Linked DNA regions of Sus scrofa: regions 1, 3, 4 and 5 are each linked to region 2. The links are chromatin contacts, called in public HiChIP or PLAC-seq and promoter capture Hi-C maps. All regions are on one chromosome and are shown on one strand. The core of a region is the stretch at or near the end of the contact, and the rest is flanking DNA. Distances in the headings are between cores, read along the strand shown.

Region 1 (3,747 bases), core at 1,209-3,708, 170 kb before region 2:
TCATCTGTTTAGGGGGAAAGGAGGGGAAAGTCTATGATTAAATTTTAACTACGTAATTCAAAATGCCTTTTTTTGATGGGAAAAATAAAAACCACACACATTTTTTGCCCAGTCATTTGGCAGACATGTAGTGGGCACTTGCTATGTGTTAGGCCATCAACCAGGCAGATCCATTGAGGTTCCTCTCCCCAGAACCCTGTAGTGTGTGGGATTGGGTAGGGGGACAGCAAGCAAGGGAACTCATAAATAAGGTCATCTCAGGCACTGAGAAGTGTCTCAAGAAAAATGAAACAGGGATGTGATAAGAAAACGGCTAAGGGGGGGTTCCCGTCATGGCACCAACGGAAATGAGTCCGACTAGGAACCATGAGGTTGCAGGTTCAATCCCCGGCCTTGCTCAGTGGGTTAAGGCTCCGACGTTGCCGTGAGTTGTGGTGTAGGTCACAGATGTGGCTTGGATCTGGCGTTGCTGTGGCTGTGATGTAGGCCAGCAGCTGTAGCTCCAATTGGACCCCTAGTCTGGGAACCTCCCATATGCCTGAGGGAAATTACTTTAGTTTTTTTACAATGTTATTAATTTTTCAATGGGTAAGAAGTTCACTTGGTTTGAAATTCAAAGGACACAAAATGGCTCAATAAAAAGTCTTTCTTCCATCCCCTGCCCCATAGCCACTCAATTTTCCACCTGGGGGGAGTTTCCATGTTAGCTCAGCAGGTTAAGAACATGAAGTATTCATGAGGATGCAGGTTCAATCTCTGGTCTCCCTCAGTGGGTTAAGGACCTGACATTGCCATGAGCTGTGGTGTAGGTCACAGATGAGGCTCAGATCCAGTGTGGCTGTGGCTGTGGCTTAGGTTGGCAGCTGTAGCTCTGATTCAACCCCTTGCCTGGGAACTTCCATATGCTGCAGATGTGGCCCTAAAAAGAAAAAAAAAACAACTTTTTTTCCCACCTGGGCATGATTGCTTTAGACAAGGGACATCAGGTGAGACCGCTAAGGAGGGGAAAGCTGAGCAGGAACTAGACAGCCATGCAAAAACCCTAGAGAAGAGTGTCCCAAGGCAGAAGAAACAGCCATTGTGAAAGCTTAGTGGCAAGACTAAACTTGGCATTTTCAAGATGAGGCTTGAGATTATGACCATCAAACCTGCCACAATCCCATGCTCTGTCCTATTGGTAACCACTGCAGTGAGTCTGGAGTAGATTTTTCCAGATCTTCTATTGGGCATGTACGCACATGTATACGGTACCTGCGGTGTTGCCTAGATATTTTTCATACCCTATGTATCACTTGGCAATTTGGTTTTTTTACTCAATAGTGTGTTAAAGACATCTTTCATGCCACTTAGGCACCTTACTCGCTATCCATCACCTTCTTGATGGGCATTTTGGCTCTTTCCAATTTTCTTGCCCTTACATCAGTGCTGTCAGATAGATCCTTGATTGAGCTCCTGTGTGCATATGCAGGAGTTTCTCTGGAGTAAGGGGTCTTGCTATCTGTTTTGTATAGCACCTGAGCTAAGAATGGTTTTTACATTTTTAAAGTGTTGTTTTTCAAAAAAGAAGATGCAAAAGAGAGCTTATGCCTAATATGCCTAAAATATATACTATTTGGATGATTATAGAAAAAGGTTGCTGAGTTCCCTGGCGGCTTAGTGGGTTAAGGACCCAGCGCTATCATTGCTGTGGCTCTGGTTACTGCTGTGGCTTAGCTTCAATCCCTGGCCTGGAAACTTCCTCATGCTGCTGCCTGGGCCAGAAATGAAAAAAGAAAAAAAAAAGTTTGCTGACTCTAGTCCAGGTGGCCACACAGAAGTGACACCCCTTCCATTTCACAGATGGGAAAGCTGAGACCTAGAAAAGAGAAAGGACTTGCCGGCGGTCACACAGAACTGGGGTTCTCATGCAGTTGGGTACATGTGTGTTGAGCTGCTTTGCTGGGTTAGTAAGACCCAGAAAGCCATCAAGTTTGCCTCTGTCCACAAAGAACCCACAGCCTGAGGAAACACACCAAAACAACTGTATCCTACCGTAGATCGGGGTTCAAGGTCTCCCAGAGTGAAGTGGAAAAGGGAAGAGGATCACTCCATTCTTCAGAGAAGGTTTAACGACAGAGCACAGCCTAGAAATGACGTGAAGGTCAGGACGGCACCCAGGCAGCAGATTCAGCTTGGAAAAAGGCTGGGAAGGTTAACTTCCTCACCTCCTCGGCTCTGCCCTGAGCTGTTTGTTTTACACGCATACCTTGCACCCAGGCACCAGTGGAGTTTTAGGAGGCTCAGGCAAGAATGCTGAGCCCATACTTACAACCTGCCTCCAGACCTCAGTTTACCCATTTCGAAAAGTGGAACTGATGATTTCCCAGGCTCCCACACCAGCCTAGGGCATCTAACCCAGGCCAGGTGGCGCTCTACGGGAGGGGCATGACCGTGTTGGTGACGTCACGTGGGGCGGAGCCTGAGGGACCCGCTGCGGACGCCCGGGAAGGGTGTAGGGACTCAGCCCCAAGCTGGCGCGTGGGGGTGGGGGCTCGCGGGATCAGGCGCTAGGGAGAGTCCCCCCACCTCCGTGTCCTCGGATTGTTGGATGATCCCGCCATCATCCGCCGACGAAACTGAGTCACGGCGGGGAGTGCGTGGGGAGGGGGTCGTGGGCCTTATTCGCAGCGGGACCAGGAGTCCCATTCCCACTCAGGTCCTGCACCGCACCTCCCCTCCCCCCGCCCCCCCCCACACCCTGCGGCTGTGAGTCAGCGGCCAGCCGCGCCCCCTCGGCCCACTTCCTCCTCACCTTCCCTGGGCGGGCGCGGTGGGGGGGGCGGCAACGAAGGAGGTGGGGCCCCTCCTCACCCATCCCCCTCCTCGGAGGGGGGGGTGCACCCCTTAGTAGAGCTTCATAAACGGGCGGAGGAGAGAGACGTTGGGGGAGGTCCGAAGGTAGGATTTAAGGGAGAAAATTTGAATCTATGCTTAACCAGAGGGTCCTTCTCGCCCCCCACACTGAGTAGAATGTAAAGAAATGGAGAAGTCGATGGGGAGGGTGAGAAGAGATTGTGCCCCCACTGAGAGTCCCCAGAGAATTTCTATCATGAGAGAGAACTAAGGATGAAGGAAGGATCCCTTCCCCCCCAACAAGCTTGCCCCCCTAATTTGGGGGTGACTCCCCAGAGTGCATCGCTGTGCAATAACGTTGGGGAAGAGGGAAATAGCGGAAGTCTAAGGTTCCGCGTTGCCCTTTTAAGCACCCTCCACCCTCCAATCCCACAGCCTGGAGGTGTCCGCGGCCCCTTTAAGGCGCAGGGCATTGTGGGTGCGGGGAGTGGAATTTTGGAACGAAATGTAGCGAAGAGAAGTACAGTAGTAAGAGTAACATTGTAGCCGCCGCCAGCTGAGGGGGCGCGCCGGGGAGGGGACGCCGCACCCCCTTTCTGCCGCAAGGACCCCGGATCAGCTCCCCAAAGGGAGGAGGCGCCTGAGGATCCGCGCCGGCCCTGTCCACGTTCCCCCCAGGAAGCCGGACTCTATGGGGCGGGACCCTGGGGGAGACTGAGCAGAACCTGGAGCCAGCCCCGAACCCCTGAACCTCGAGCCAGGGGCGCCCCGGGAGCACCTACCCCGTGGGCGCTCCGCCCGCCAGCCGAGCAGCCATGAGGTGAGCCTCGAACTGCCTCTAGACCCTTCCCTGCCCGGCGCGGGATCCCGCCCCGCCTTTGTCCCCCTCCCCCCAGCTTGCTCCGGGCTGGAATT
Region 2 (3,582 bases), core at 3-2,502:
GCCTTCGTCTCCATCCATGGCAACTCCATCTTGCTATGTCTTTGAGCAAAACCTCTAACGTCAACTTGACTCTTCTTACTCTCACATCCTACATTCAATCTGCTGGCAAATCCCATCATCCCTGCCTCTCAAATATATCGGAATCTGACCACTTCTCACCATGGCTTAACCTCCATCGACTCTCTCCTAGAGCCGTAATGGTCTCCCTACCTCCACCCATGCTCTCCAAGTTTGCTCTTCACAGAGCAGTCTCTGGTTGGTGCCAAGGTCCAAGTCATATCATCTCACTCTGCGAAACTCTCTTGAGGCTCCTATCTCAATGTAGAAAGTAAAAACCCTTTATCCGCTGCCTTCTCTCACTCCGTTCCATCCAGAGGGGTGTCTTGGAAGATTTTCAGCAACTTTCTTCTTAGGCTTCTGCATTTGCTTTTCCCCCTTTACCTGGATACGTCCCTAAATATCTTTGTGCGCTCACTTTCTCCAGCTTTCTGCTCCAGTTGCTCCCTTCTTCATGTGTCCTGTCTCTCAAAACTGGCATTCCACATTGTTTTACCCTGCTCTACTGTTTCTTCATTCATAGCCCCGGTCACCTAACACACCATATATTTTACCTTTACATTTATTGCCTGGCTCAACCCAACCCATAAAATGCAAAATGGAATTTTTTCCCTTGGGGGAGTGGGGTAATTCACTAACATATTCTGTGTCTAAAGAAGCCTGACATATGAACACTCAATAAATAATTGTTGCATGAATACGTAAGTAAAATCCTTCCGATAACTCGAGACCCATGATAACGACGAATAAGGTCAAAAGGCTAACCGTCTCCAGCTCAAATTACCCTGATAAGATCCTCACTTCAAATCGTTCTTCCCCACATGTCCGTACTCCCCTCTCCCAGGTTCCATTTTCGTACATCGCTTCCCCTTAACATTCGCTTCAGTAAGACTAATTATTTGGGAAAGCCCAGCCCGTTATCTGATAAAGCTGCTCCTGCTCCTAAAGTCAGGATCCGAAAAAGGCCCCACATCTGTTCTCAAACTCATCGGTAACGTACGCCACTTTACCCCGAAAATGTTTGCTTCCGCCCCAGGCTCTGCCCACCCCCTTCCACCGGCAAGTGGCCAGATTTACACCCTCAACCCACTCCTGCCACCTAAGCCTAGCCCGGCCTCACATGGCGGTGGCAGTAGTTGTCGCGACCGCGCACTCCAGTCACCACCGTCTCCGCGTTGCTTCTTCGCCCTCTGAAAGGAGCGAGAAGGGCGGGACTTCCGCTTCCTGAGGCCCACTTCCGTGGGCGCTTGCGCAAACACAGCTAGTGGGTGGGGCGTGGCCTGTTGCCATAGCGATCTCTGCTCGCCACAGGCGGCTGTAGGGTAAAACTCTTACGTACTACTTTGAGGCCATTCAGGACTGTACCGGGCAGATATTGACGATGGAGAGGAAGAGAAAGCAGGACTTATTCAAACCATTTCGTTGTAGAACCGCACAGGTTGAAGGAGGGAAAGGACAAGCCATTTCCAAATGCCCGCCGGCCCTGCCTTCGGGGGCGCGGCATCCACGAAGCCAATCGGCTCCTCGCTTCAGGGATGGATACCTCCTCTTCTACTTAGGGGACCGTCCGTTTATGTGTTTGTTAATCCTTTGGACTTGGAATAACCAATCCTTTGCTTACATCCGGGAGGGGCGTGGACCCGCGCCCAGGAGGTCGGCTGTTTTCTAGGATCAAATGCTTCTCATTGGCTTCCCCTCTTCCGCTGAGGCGGTGCCTACCTCTTTCGCGCTCCCTTTTGGGTTGTGCAACCCTCAGGGGAACCAACCCTTAAGCTTCAGGGAGACAGGGAGGCGTGTCCTCAGTACGAAAGTCCCCATTGGCTTTACTGCTTGCTGAAGGGTGGGTTGGTGCAGCCGCTCTTGTTGCTTATTGGTCCGGTGATTCCATGGGGTGGGACTTGGCTGGCCTAAACTCCATCCGCAGTCCCCGACCGGTTTCAGGGCGAAGCTGCCATGCGTTCAGGGGGCCGCGGGCGGCCCCGGCTACGGCTTGGGGAACGCGGCCTTTTGGAGCCACCCTCACCGCCCAAGCGCCGCCTGCTACCGCGGGCGCAGCTGTTGCCCCTGCTGTTGCTGGCGCTGGCGGTGGCCTCGGTGTTCTATACCATTTGGAGCGGCTGGCACCGCCAGACTGAGGAGCTGCCTCTGGGCCGGGAGATGCGGGTGAGGCCGGACGGGGACAGGGGAGCCCTTATTCCCCGCCTCCCCCTCCTCAAAGTCTCAGGTTGACGTGGCTTTATCGTTATCGTGGGGCCCTAGCCGCAGGTGCCGCGATCTTCGTCGTTAGAGCGCATGCCCCTTTCCAATGCAATGAGGCTTCGGGCTTTTTCTATAATAGCGGTTGCACCGTAAGAGGAAGGGTCTGGAGTAGTAAGCCTGGGAGTTCTGGGTTCTAATCCTAAAGTCAGCTGTTTGGAAGTCTCTTCCTCTCGTTGGGCTTCGATTTCTCCCATCAGGATTGCGGTGGGCTATACCGGATGGGCTTGGGTAGACTTTCCCGAGTCTAGGATTTATCCTAGAAACCTCTGATGCTGGAATCTGCCATTAGGAAGAGGAGCCGGGGCTTTTTAGGGATGACAGCCCCCGGGGTAGAGTTGAAATGAGGGTGCTTTTCACGCTCTGCTCTTCTCTTTCCCACCTCTTTCCCAAGGGTCCGGGGCTCGGAAGCCTCCCCGAAGCCGGGCTTCGGAGGGTGGTGGGGCGACTGGACCCGCACCGTCTCTGGCACACTTATCTGCGCCCCCTGCTGGTTGTGCGGACCCCGGGCAGTCCGGGCAATCTCCAAGTCAGAAAGGTAAAGGGCCCCACCTCCAATCCCTGACCCCGCAGCCACCAAGGAATGGGAAATAGATATTCTGCCCAAGAGCTGAAGCTCGGTCAGACTCTAGAGTTCTCTCTTGGTAACCCCAGGACTGTACTGCCCCCACCAAAAGTATGCTAAGCATAAGCATCGGGCCTGTGAGGTGGGTACCAACTTGATCTTCATAATGTAGATGGGGAAACTGAGGCTCAGAAGAGTTAGGCATTTTGCCCAAATCCCACAGTTAATAAATGGTATACCTAGGGTTTCAACCCAAAAGAGTTGGCTCCCGAACTGGTGCTGTAACATCTCTATATTGCCTCCCAGCAAGCACTGAAAGTCATTTGAACACTGCCTGAGTTCAAATCCACCTCAGCCACTTGGAGTGTGACCTTGGACTAGTTTCTTAACTTCTCTGAGCCTCAGTTTCCTCATCTGCAAAATGGAACCATTGACTCTCCCTCCTCCATAGGGTTCCTGGAACTGGGCTTGGCACAGAGTGCTCTTTGAAGGGTGAGCTGTGATTAGTCTTGGCATCATGAGGCAGAGTCGCTTCATGCCTGGCACTTAGTAGGTACCCAGCAGAAGTATATCAAGAGAGCCATTAAACCAAAGTGCGATTTGTGAGTTAACCTGATGGCTCTGCATGGTTCAGGTCACACGGCCCTTCTTCCAACCTCCTCCCCAGTCCCCACCCACCCTCCCACCTTTCTCTCGCCACTAGT
Region 3 (3,423 bases), core at 221-2,720, 240 kb before region 2:
TCCCCATCACACCCTATATCCTTAGCCTACCTTCTTTTTCTTTATTGCACATAGGTAGCAGCCAGTACTTAGCTGTGGGAATGAGATCCTTTATTTACCAAAAGAGGTCAAAGGTCCAGACTTTACTTTTTTTATTTTATTTTTTGTCTTTTGTCTTTTTAGGGCCACACCCGCTGCATATGGAGGTTCCCAGGCTAGAGGTCGAACCGAAGCTGTTGCTGCTGGCCTACACCACAGACACAGCAACACCAGATCTGAGCCGCATTTGTGACCTACACCACAGCTCACAGCAACGTGGGATCCTTAACCCACTGAGTGAGGCCAGGGATCAAACCTGCAACCTCATGGTTCCTAATCGGATTCATTTCCACTGCGCCACAACAGGAACTCCTCAAAGGTGCAGACTTTAAAAAAAAAAAACTTTCAATTATTCTTTTTTTTTTTTTTAATGGCCGCAGCCACTTTATATGGAAGTTTCCAGGCCAGGGACTGAATCTGAGCCAAAGCTGCAGTAATGCGAAATTCCTTTCACCCACTGCATCCAGTCTGGGATCCAACCCGCACCTCCAAAACGACCCTAGCTGCTGCCGTCCTGTTCTTAACCCCCTGCGCCACAGCGGGAACTCCGAACCTTCCAATTCTTTTTTTTTTTTTTTTTTTTTGTCTTTTTGCCATTTCTAGGGCCACTCCGGTGGCATATGGAGGTTCCCAGGCTAGGGGGCGAATCGGAGCTATAGCTGCCAGCCTACACCACAGCCACAGCAACGCGGGATCCGAGCCACGTCTGCAACCTCTACACCACAGCTCATGGCAGCGTCAGATCCTTAACACACAGAGCAAGGCTAGGGATCAAACCCACAACCTCATGGTTCCTAGTCGGATTCGCTAACCACTGAGCCACGACAGGAACTCCTCCAATTCTTAAATATCAGCAATGAATTCATGCCTTGCAGAACCAGGGTGCTGGCTGCATAAACCATATCGCAGGACTATTGCCCAGCTGCCAGTTTGTGGCCTCTGCCTTAGCGCTCCTGACCATGACATTTTACAGGTAGAGAAAATGAGACTTGCAGAGGGCAAAGGACTGTTTTCTCAAGGTGACCCAGGCCCCAACACTTTCTAACCCACACTGTGGTCCCAAAGGCCCCATCCTGTCCCCCTTTCTCCGCAGACCGCCCCCCTCCAAGCCTCCTAGCAGTCCCTTCATCTCCTAGTCCTACCCCAGGAGGAGGGACTTCATCCTCGTCCAGTGGTATGACGAATTTCTTCCTTGTGGGTGAGGCAGCCGGCTTCTGGCCTCCCTCTTCGTCCATCGCAAGGTCCTTCTGGGGTCTGAAAATGAAGGCGTAGCATCGGCAGCAAGTACGAGATCGGCATTCCCATCACCCCGGGAGGAACACCCAGTCACAGCCATCCCCACTCCGAAATCCCAGGAGTCCATACGGTCCAGCTCCAGACACCTTGCGCGCAGTATCTCGAAGGCCCCGCCCCATCGATCCACCCACCACCTCCGGCTCGCCCCGCCCCTTACGGAGCCTCTCTTTCCGTTTGCCTCGCGCCTCAGAGCCCCTACTTTTTTATTCGCCCCGCCCTCACGGTTCTCCGCCTTCCGTTTGCCAGGTGCGACCACACTGTCCCCGACCCTCCGACCGCCCTGCCCCCTCAAGGCTCGCACCTGGATGCCCTCCCCTCGCCCCATCTCCTCCATCACTCAGCCACTGAAACGGCTGATTGGCTTCTGCGGCTGCCACTCGCCACAGGCTATCTCCACCCGCCGCACCTCTAGCCCCAGTCCTGTGGTCGCAGCACCCCGAGGACTCACCTCCTAGGCCCTGAGCATTGGGAAGACTGGAGGGAGATCGAGGCGTCCCACCGCCGGCGCGGCCAGCGCGGCCCCGGGCTCGCTGCACTTCCGGCCTCTCTAGCCCTCCAGCCAACTCCCAACGTTCCCCTAAGGGTGAGAGCATCGAGAGGGGCGTTCCCCGCGCAGCTCTCTATGGTTTTGGAGGACTGCTGAGTTTGGGGTTGGAGAGAGCCCACTGCCTCTGGGTCTGAGCATCTCTCGATGCCAAGCAGTTTGCTTTCAGTGCCCTTATTGAACGCTTCTTGTGTGCCCGGACTCTGGACAGGGCTTAGCGAAGAAGAGATGGCGGGCTATCAACCACACTAGGTTCCTCTCTCAGGACAGACTTGGGTTTGAATCCCAGCTTTGTCATTGACTTGACCTGTTTCCCCCTTCATTCATTCCCTTATTCCACACATATTCCTGGAGGGCCTTCCTGTTCCCAGCCATGTGTGAGGCAGTGCTAGCGACACATCGGTGACCCATCATAACGTTAGCTCCGCTCTGCCCTCCTGGAGCTTACAACGCATTTTTAGGGGCAGACCTGTTCCCAAACCGCGACAAACCAGGGTGGGCAGGGCTGAGATAGGAGACCCCAGAGGGCCAGGGAGGAGGTGGCGAGGGGGTCACGTAACCCAGCCAGAACGCCAGGAAGAGCTTCCTAGAGGAAAGGACATCTGGGCAGAGACCTGGTTGATGAGTTAGTATTAGTCATTTCCTGAAAGGATAGTATCACGCTGTTCTAACTAGCAACTCTCTCATTACTAAGAAGAGAGAACACTTTTTTGTGAGTTTATTGGTCTTAAACACTTTGTTTTCTGTGAGTTGCTTGCTCATATCCTTTGCCCATTTTTTTCATGGGGTTTTATGCCTTTTTTATTACTGTTCATTTGTAGGAGTACTTTACAGATTCCAATTCTAATTGTTAGTTACATATGTTCCAAATGCATCCTTATGGTTTGCATTTTATAATTTATCTTTGTCACACAGAAGTTCTTAGTGTTGAGAGTTCCCATCGGGACTCGGTGGTTAACAAATCTGACTCGCATTCATGAGGACACAGGTTCGATCCCTGGCCTCGCTCAGTGGGTTAAGGATCTAGCGTTGCTGTGAGCTGTGGTGTAGGTCGCAGACAAGGCTCAGATCCAGCGTTGCTGTGGCTGTGGCGGAAGCCAGCAGCTGTAGCTCTGATTCGACTCCCAGCCTGGGAAGCTTCATATGCTGCAGGGTGCGGCCCTAAAAAGCAAAAAAAGAAGTTCTTAGTGTTTATTTGCACCTATTTATCAATCTCTTCCATCCTGACTCACTTTTGGTGTGTTTAAGAGACTCTGCATACCTCAAGTTCATAAATAAAGTCAATTATTACTTTTAATACTTTACTAGTTTTGATTTTGTTTCTATCTTTAATCCATATGAGCCTTTTAGTTTATTCTATTCTATTTTATTTTATTTTTGGTCTTGCCTATGGCAAGCAGAAGCTTGGGCCAGGGATCAAACCCACACAGGAAAGACAACACCACATCCTTTAACCGCTAGGCCACCAAGGAACTTCCCCAATACTATTTATTTTAAGAGTCAGT
Region 4 (3,534 bases), core at 949-3,448, 210 kb before region 2:
TTAGACTATAGGATATTTTTTAATACCAACAAAGTGATGAAAAGTAATTTTAAAGATGTCTTTATGGAGAAAGAGGCCCACAAAGGCAAGAGTGCCCAGGACCCACGAAAGCTATAATGTGATCCTATGTAGCTCTGTGTCAGGTGACATGTTAGAAGGTCTACATCTGCAAAGGTCAGGGTGGCTTTGCTTTAAAAACCAAACAAACCTCTACGATGTGCCAGGCACGTCCCAGGAGCGTTACTTCACATAATGCTTCACCAACTCCATGAGTTGGGCACTATGCCCGCTCTCCTTTCCCAGACAAGGAAACTGAATCTCCAGACAGGACTAGCTCAAGTTCACCCAACTACTAAGTGGTGGGGCCAGCACATAAGGCCAGGCCACCTAGATTCTGGGTCTGCCTGTTTGGCGGGGGCGGTGAATGCCCAGTGTCCGTATGAATGTGACCATCTGCATGTGAATGTATTGACATATGTAACTGATTTTACTTATTTATGTATTTAGTCTTTTTAGGGCCACATACGCAGCATATGGAAGTTCCCAGGCTAGGGGTCGAGTCAGAGAATAGGAGCAGAGCTGCCAGCTTATGCCACAGTCATGGCAACATGGAATCTGAGCAGTGTCTGTGACCTACACCACAGCTCAGGGCAACTCGGGATCCTTAACCTGCTGAGCAAGGCCAAGGATCGAACCTGCATCCTCATGGATACTAGTTGGGTTCATAACCCACTGAGCCACAACAGGAACTCTCATAACTTACTAAACAATAATTAAAAGCATGGGCTCTTAAGCCCCATAGGCTACATTTTTATCCCAGCTCCACCACTAATTTGCTGTGTGACTCTAGGCAAGTGACTTCACCTCTCTGGGTCTCCGTTTCCTTGCCTGAAAAATGATAGTTCCTACTTCAGAGTAGTGTTGTGAGAATTAAATAAGTTAATATGAGTGCTCGGAAGAACTAACTCTTGTAATTGTGTATGAAGAGCACCCATGTGCATCTGTAGTGAGGATAGTGTCACATGTGTTGGGAACCACATGAAGGTGTGTGTGTGCGTGTGTGTGTGGAATCTGTTTCTCCATGTGGCCGTGTGTGTGTTGCTGCCTGGAGGTGAATGTCTGAATGCCTGGGTGTGACCCTGTGAGTACGTGCTGGCTGCTGTGGGGATGCAGGGGCCACCTGGGCCAGGGTGTGAAGGCCTCCGGGCGGCCAGGGTAGGTACTGGTGTGTCTCCCTTATTCCGTGGGAGAGGAGATGAGGGGCTTGGATGGCACAGGAACGAGGGGTCACTCCCTGTCTGATGCTGGGGCCGAGTCACTGCCTGCTGGTGGTTGCTGTGTCATCTCCTCGTCCCTGTCCCTACTCCCAGACTGGTGACAGACAGAGGGGGCGTGGAGGAACAAGGTGTTTGAGGCTGGGCTTTTGTCTGGAAAACTCAACCTCCCTGTGCTGCCCCCATGCCCCTTTGGCCTTCCGCAGCCCCCTCCCCCCTCCCCACTACTGGGACAGGGAATCGAAACGTCCTAGGAGTCAGGAACCACCCAAGCCCTCTTGCTCCGCTTCAGACCTGCTATGTGATGATGAGGCAGGTCCTCCCCATCTCTGGGCCTGTGGGAATTCCACAGTTTTAAAGTGCTTCTCCCTCTGTGCCCTGAGAGGGGAGTGCCAGGAACCCAGGTTTATGAAGCAGCTGGTGAGATCTGTACAGGCGGGTGCCTAAGAGATGGAGGCTGTGGTGTCTGAAATACCCTAATTAGACTCTTGAACCCATTTCCAAACTGGGTGGCCAGGTAAGCAATTTGCCCCTCTAAGCCTGCGTTATAACAGTGTACACTGTGAGCGGACAGGGGTAGGTTTGCAAGACTTGTAACTTCTATCAGTAGAAGCTGTTACTCAAACAATCCCAACACCCAGGCTTTTTTCAGGGCGTTTCACTGAACCAGGCAGTTCTCAGAACTCAGAAAGAGAATAGGAATTCTGGGTTTGCATTTCTTGCGATGGGATCTTGGGCAAGCTGCAACTTCTCTATCATTTTCTCTTTTATAAAATGAGGATTTTCTTCTCTTACCCATGCAAAGCTGTTTTAAGAACTGTAAATATTGTATTGAAAGGCTTAATACAGAGCTGGTTTGGTAATTCATGGCACCTATTAGCATCATGACTACTATTATTTATTATGCCCCCCCATTCTTTCTGATTGCAGACAGGATTATAAAGCAGAAAGGAGAGATTAATCACACCATCAGCAGCAGGGACACTTCGCCCTGAGTTTCATTACCCATCCCCTCCAAACTCGCGTATCTCCCAAATGCTGAACCTTGGCGGGGCGGGACTGGCGGCAGGGTCCAAGACACACATCCTTTGCCCCCCACTCTGGGAAAAGTGAAGCTGAAGCTCCGAAAGGAAATCCATTTTTCAAGCGCGAACAACCAGTCGGGGCACAAGCTGGTAGGAGCCTCGGGACTCCACTCCCACCTCCACTTTCACCTGGAGCATCACAGCTCCTCCCTCTCAGCTCTGGACTCAGTTTCTCCGCCTATGTGACCACACGACACTAGCCTGGGTCTCCCTTTAAAGAGCCGACCTTCCTCCCGAGAGAGGGCGCCGCACCACCACAAGTGGGAGCGGCAGCCAGAAGTGAAAGGGGACCTCCGCCCCCCAGCTGGGGTCTGGGGTCTTCTCCGCCGGGGTCCTACCCAGGACCAGCTTAATAGCCTATTAATACCAGCCCCCAGGGCGGCGCCGCACTGCGCAGGCGCGGGCGGGTTCCGCAGGCGCGCGAGGCGAGCGCGAGCTAGCGAGGGATTCCCTCTGACGTAATTGCTAGGATACCAAACAAACACTCAGCCTCTCGCGCCGAGCTCCTTATATGGCTAATTGCGTCACAGGAACTTTGGGGAGACCAGGCCGGGATCCCCTCCCGCCGAGTGCTCCAGAACGCAGCCCCCAAGACCCCCAGGGCAACAAGGGTGATACAGGTGATCAGATCGAAGTTAGGGCAGACCTCTTACCGGTCGGTGCGGGGCTCGGCTCCCAGGGCCGGAGATATTGAGAAGTTTGTGAAGTGCCGGACAGGTGACGTAAGCAGAGGGCCGGGCCCCGGGCATATAAATACAGGCTGCTCTGGGCTTCATTCATAAGACTGAGAGCTACGGCCAAGGCAGGGACACACGGAGCTGGGACTTGATTGTTGTGGTTCTTCTTCTTGGGGGCTGTGAAATTCGCTTTATTATTTTTTTTCCGGAAAGTTTTTGGACGGCTTCTTCTAGATAATTCTACATTTTCTTTTGGAGGATCTACTTACTTTTTTTCGTCTTCTTTATTACTCCCTTCCCCCTTGTGGGACCCGCCGGACGCGTGGAGGGGACCACTCCCGAAGCAGATTCTGTACAGCAGGACTGAGCTTTCCACCCCTGGGGGAGCGATCCCCCATCGCCCCTTGGTCCTACGGAGCCGGGACTTTCAGGAGGCACAGCGGCATCTTGTGGGGGCCTGGGCACCGCAAAGGAATTACACAGAAACTTTGCCATTGT
Region 5 (3,631 bases), core at 77-2,576, 160 kb after region 2:
TTCAGGACCCCTCAATCCACCCGCCGCCGTTCGATCCGCACTGCCGACGTTCGATTTGTGTCCCCAGGACCGCGCGAGCCACAGTCGGGCCTCTGGCTCGGCCTCCCCGCGGATCCAGGCCCGGCCCCCCTTCCCCGCCCCCCGGGCCCTAAGCCTTTTTCCTCACTCCCGCCTCCTCGAAAAGGCAGGCAAAGGTACGTCGGCGCCCCAGCCTGCTCCGGGCTCCGGGCCGAGGCGCACAGCTCGGGCCCCGCGATGGGCCGCGAGCGCCGCCGCCTCGGGCTCCCGCCGCTCCCGCCACCTCCGCTCCAACGGCTGCCACCGCCGCCTCCACCTCCTTCTGCCCCAGAGGCCGTTTCGCAGGGAAAGTTACATAACGCGCCGGCAAAGCCTTCTGGGAAACGTAGTCCCGCCGGGGCCGGCTCTTAAAGGGGACGGCAGGCAGCAGAGGACGGCGCGGGCTCGCCGCTGCGCGACCTTTACCACTCGTCGCCGCGGGGCAGGGAGTTTGGCTTGCTCCGAGCATTTCGAGCACAAGGGTTGGAAACAGGGATGTGATACAAATGGCGAGCGCCACGACGGACTCAAAAATTGTAGGAGGTGGACAGGCTTCCGGGCATCCAGCTTCTGTTCCGACTTGCTGTGCGGCTTTAGGCAAAAATCTTGCCTTCTCTGAAGCTCAATTCCCGCCCTTCAAAGGTGGGCCAATGACTGGCTACGGAGGCAGTCGCTCCTGGGGCGGGGCGGAGGGGTCTTGATTGGAAGGTTTCAGGACAGGGGGACGGGAAGCAGGCAACTTAAGCGTTGGGCAGGGCTGTTCACTTGGCACTTCTTCTTGCCCCAAATCTTGAATGGCAGCCTCTGATTGGAGCCAGCAACATCCGGAGAAAGGAGAGAACTGAAGTTGCCAGCCTCAGCTGCCTTATCTGCTGAAGGGAGTGGTGGGGCGCCCCCAATTCTGTTCCAGCCCTGCCAAAGCGCTCTGGTCTCCAAAGGGTTACACCGTCAGTGTCACCGCCCCCCTCCCAACTTCACTACAATTCCCAAAATGCCCTGCGGGGCCAACAAGCTGACGCACTTCCGCAGTCTGGAAGGTTGGGGGAGGCCTTCCCGATTCCCGCTGTCTGTCCTTACAGTCCCCCCCCCCCCCCCCAGCGCGCGCGCAATTTATGGAAGGTGTTTCCATGTTTTCCCAGCACCAAATTGAAAGGACCCTCACCCTGTATGGCTCATTAATGTTGAGGAAGGGAAGGAGGGCAGGGATGGCAAAGTTGGGGGTGGGGGGTGCTTAGTTTCTGGGGAGAACAAGAGCTAGACCACCCTTCTCCAACCCTGATTGCTTACTACCATCTAGGCCTATGCAGGCTATGGGGACCCCCGTGTTTTCTTCCTGGCGACCGCACCCCGCAGGGCAGGCTTGGAAGCGTGGGTATGTGGAGGGTGGAGAAGGGTCTCCAGACTCTAACCCACGTCAGCCTCTTCCCCTCTTTAGGCCTAGGTTCCTGTTAAGCGCTCAAAAATATTTTGAATTATTTGTGAGTTGCACTCATTAGTGGTTTTCAAACTAATCAGGGAATACCTGCCAACTCTCCCTTATTCCACTGCAACCATAGCAGGTCTGATTTGCAGTCTCAGCTTCACAATTTTGTTCACGACTTGTATTATTTTGACATTTTTCTTGAAGTTGATTCCCGAGAAAAAGAAGTTTATTTCTGCTCCATCCTAAGCAGTATGTGCATAATCATGGGTTGGATTTTTTTTTTTTTTTTTTTTTGGTCTTTTTGCTATTTCTTGGGCCACTCCCGTGGCATATGGAGGTTCCCAGGCTAGGGGTCGAATCGGAGCCATAGCCACCAGCCTACGCCAGAGCCACAGCAACGCGGGATCGGAGCTGCGTCTGCAACCTACACCACAGCTCACGGCAACGCCGGATCATTAACCCACTGAGCAAGGGCAGGGATCGAACCCGCAACCTTATGGTTCCTAGTCGGATTCGTCAACCACTGCGCCACGACGGGAACTCCCATAATCATGGGTTTTATGTACTATACTTTTTTGTGTGTGCTGTACACATTTTTATAAAATAAGTTAAAATTACGTATATATGGAGTTCCTGTCGTGGCTCAACAGTAACAAACCCGACTAGTATTCATAAGGATGCCAGTTCGATCCCTAGCCAGGCTCAGAGGGTTAAAGATCCGGCATTGCCACAAGTTGCAGCATAGGTTGCAGATGGGGCTCCAATCTGGCGTTGTTGCGGCATAGGGCAGTAGCTGCACCTCTGATTTGACCCCTAGCCTGGGAACTTCCACATGTTGCAGGTGCGGCCTTTAAAAAAAAAAAAAAAAGCAAAAAATAAATAAACGAACAACAAAAAAAACCTGTGTACATATAGAGCCATTAAAAAGGCCATCCATGTATCTCCTAAAATTGTCTTTGGGCCTTTTTTTTTTTTTTTTTTTTTTTTTTTTTTTTTTGGTCTTTTTGCTTTCTCTAGGGCTGCTTCCTGTGGCATATGGAGGCTAGGGATGGAACTGGTGCCATAGCAGTGACCCAAGCTACTGCAGTGATAACCCTGGATCCTTAACCAGCTTTAGTTAACAGTAGTGGGAGTAAGGAGTTTTGGCCAGATGCTGCCTTGAGATGAACTGGATTGTCACCGGACAAATTTAGGGCAAGTCTCTAAACTTCTCAGGAAAAAAATGAAGACCCCGTAGAATCTGCTTTTCATCGAGTACCTTCAGGTTAAAATGCAAACATGCATATAAATGCTTAGCTTGGTGCCTGGCCCAGAAAAGGAATACTATAAATGTGAGTTGTCTCTAAGTTCCCATTACTTCAAAGATTCACACTCTACGTTGGGCGATGCTGAGGACACAGCAGTGGCTAAGCCAGGCTCAGGCCATGTCCTGACAAGACTCTTTCTGCTAATGGAGGCAATCATTCAATTTAAATTTACTTAAAGGATTATTCATACGCATTTCTTTTATAACTGCTGGGGGGTTAAGGAGTGTCAGGAAAGGCTTTCCTGAGGAGGTGATATTTGAGCTGTGACCTGAAGGATGAACAGACTGTAGCTGTAGGAAGTAGAGGCTCCTACATCGTTTGTTTTATTTTTTGGGCCCCACTTGTGGCATATATAAGTTCCCAGGCCAGGGGTCAAATCCGAACTGCAGCTGCCAAGCTAGGCCACAGCCACAGCAACGCTAGATCCAAGCCCCATCTGCTACCTAGCTACAGCTTGTGGCGACGCCGGATCCTTAACCCACTGAGTGGGCCACGGATGGTACCTGCATCCTCATGGATACCAGTCGGGTTCTCAACCCACTGAGCCACAAAAGTAACTCCACGACTCCTAAATCTTTATGCCCATATCACAGGTGGACATTGGCAGCGCATAATTACACGGCTGGCCAGGGCAGCACCGATGTGGTGGTATTTGCTGTTGTTGTCTTTTTGCATTTTCTAGGGCCGCTCCTGTGGCATATGGAGGTTCCCAGGCTAGGGGTCTAATCAGAGCTGTTGCTGCCAGCCTACGCCACAGCCACAGCAATGCGGGATCCAAGCCATGTCTGCAACCTACACCGCAGCTTCTGGCAACGCCGGATCCTTAACCCACTGAGTGAGGCCA

Evidence for each region. Promoter capture Hi-C pulls out the DNA fragments that hold promoters and counts their contacts. HiChIP or PLAC-seq counts read pairs in DNA pulled down with a chosen protein or histone mark.
Region 1: a contact with region 2 is called in an H3K27ac HiChIP or PLAC-seq map of alveolar macrophages. The contact joins the promoter of VASP here to the promoter of SNRPD2 in region 2. A contact is called at or near these places in 1 of 5 promoter capture datasets (fetal skeletal muscle), 2 of 47 Hi-C or Micro-C datasets (embryonic fibroblasts and liver) and 1 of 2 datasets of contacts at active chromatin or transcription factors (alveolar macrophages).
Region 3: an H3K27ac HiChIP or PLAC-seq map of alveolar macrophages shows a contact between it and region 2. The contact joins the promoter of ERCC1 here to the promoter of SNRPD2 in region 2. A contact is called at or near these places in 1 of 47 Hi-C or Micro-C datasets (blood) and 1 of 2 datasets of contacts at active chromatin or transcription factors (alveolar macrophages).
Region 4: a contact with region 2 is called in an H3K27ac HiChIP or PLAC-seq map of alveolar macrophages. The contact joins the promoter of FOSB here to the promoter of SNRPD2 in region 2. A contact is called at or near these places in 1 of 47 Hi-C or Micro-C datasets (liver) and 1 of 2 datasets of contacts at active chromatin or transcription factors (alveolar macrophages).
Region 5: a contact with region 2 is called in a promoter capture Hi-C map of fetal liver, with 2.3 times the contacts expected there. The contact joins the promoter of IRF2BP1 here to the promoter of SNRPD2 in region 2. A contact is called at or near these places in 2 of 5 promoter capture datasets (fetal liver and liver) and 1 of 47 Hi-C or Micro-C datasets (liver).

What each region holds. Positions count from the first base shown.
Region 1 is chr6:51,870,352-51,874,098 of Sscrofa11.1, forward strand. It overlaps VASP (vasodilator-stimulated phosphoprotein), which reads left to right and starts at 2,459. Exons shown (of 13, transcript XM_021094561.1): 1 at 2,459-3,652. The coding sequence starts at 3,648. It overlaps LOC110261012 (a long non-coding RNA gene), which reads right to left. Exons shown (of 4, transcript XR_002344692.1): 2 at 2,032-2,123. It overlaps PPM1N (probable protein phosphatase 1N), which reads left to right. Exons shown (of 5, transcript XM_021094558.1): 5 at 1-795.
Region 2 is chr6:52,041,222-52,044,803 of Sscrofa11.1, forward strand. It overlaps SNRPD2 (small nuclear ribonucleoprotein D2 polypeptide), which reads right to left and starts at 1,253. Exons shown (of 3, transcript NM_001243653.2): 1 at 1,178-1,253. The coding sequence starts at 1,179. QPCTL (glutaminyl-peptide cyclotransferase like) reads left to right here and starts at 1,981. Exons shown (of 7, transcript NM_001243636.1): 1 at 1,981-2,220; 2 at 2,708-2,851; 3 at 3,582. The coding sequence starts at 2,011.
Region 3 is chr6:51,797,088-51,800,510 of Sscrofa11.1, forward strand. It overlaps ERCC1 (ERCC excision repair 1, endonuclease non-catalytic subunit), which reads right to left and starts at 1,471. Exons shown (of 9, transcript NM_001159309.1): 1 at 1,221-1,471. The coding sequence starts at 1,313.
Region 4 is chr6:51,834,582-51,838,115 of Sscrofa11.1, forward strand. FOSB (protein fosB) reads left to right here and starts at 2,199. Exons shown (of 5, transcript XM_021094557.1): 1 at 2,199-3,534.
Region 5 is chr6:52,198,884-52,202,514 of Sscrofa11.1, forward strand. It overlaps IRF2BP1 (interferon regulatory factor 2-binding protein 1), which reads right to left and starts at 1,327. Exons shown (of 1, transcript XM_003127228.4): 1 at 1-1,327.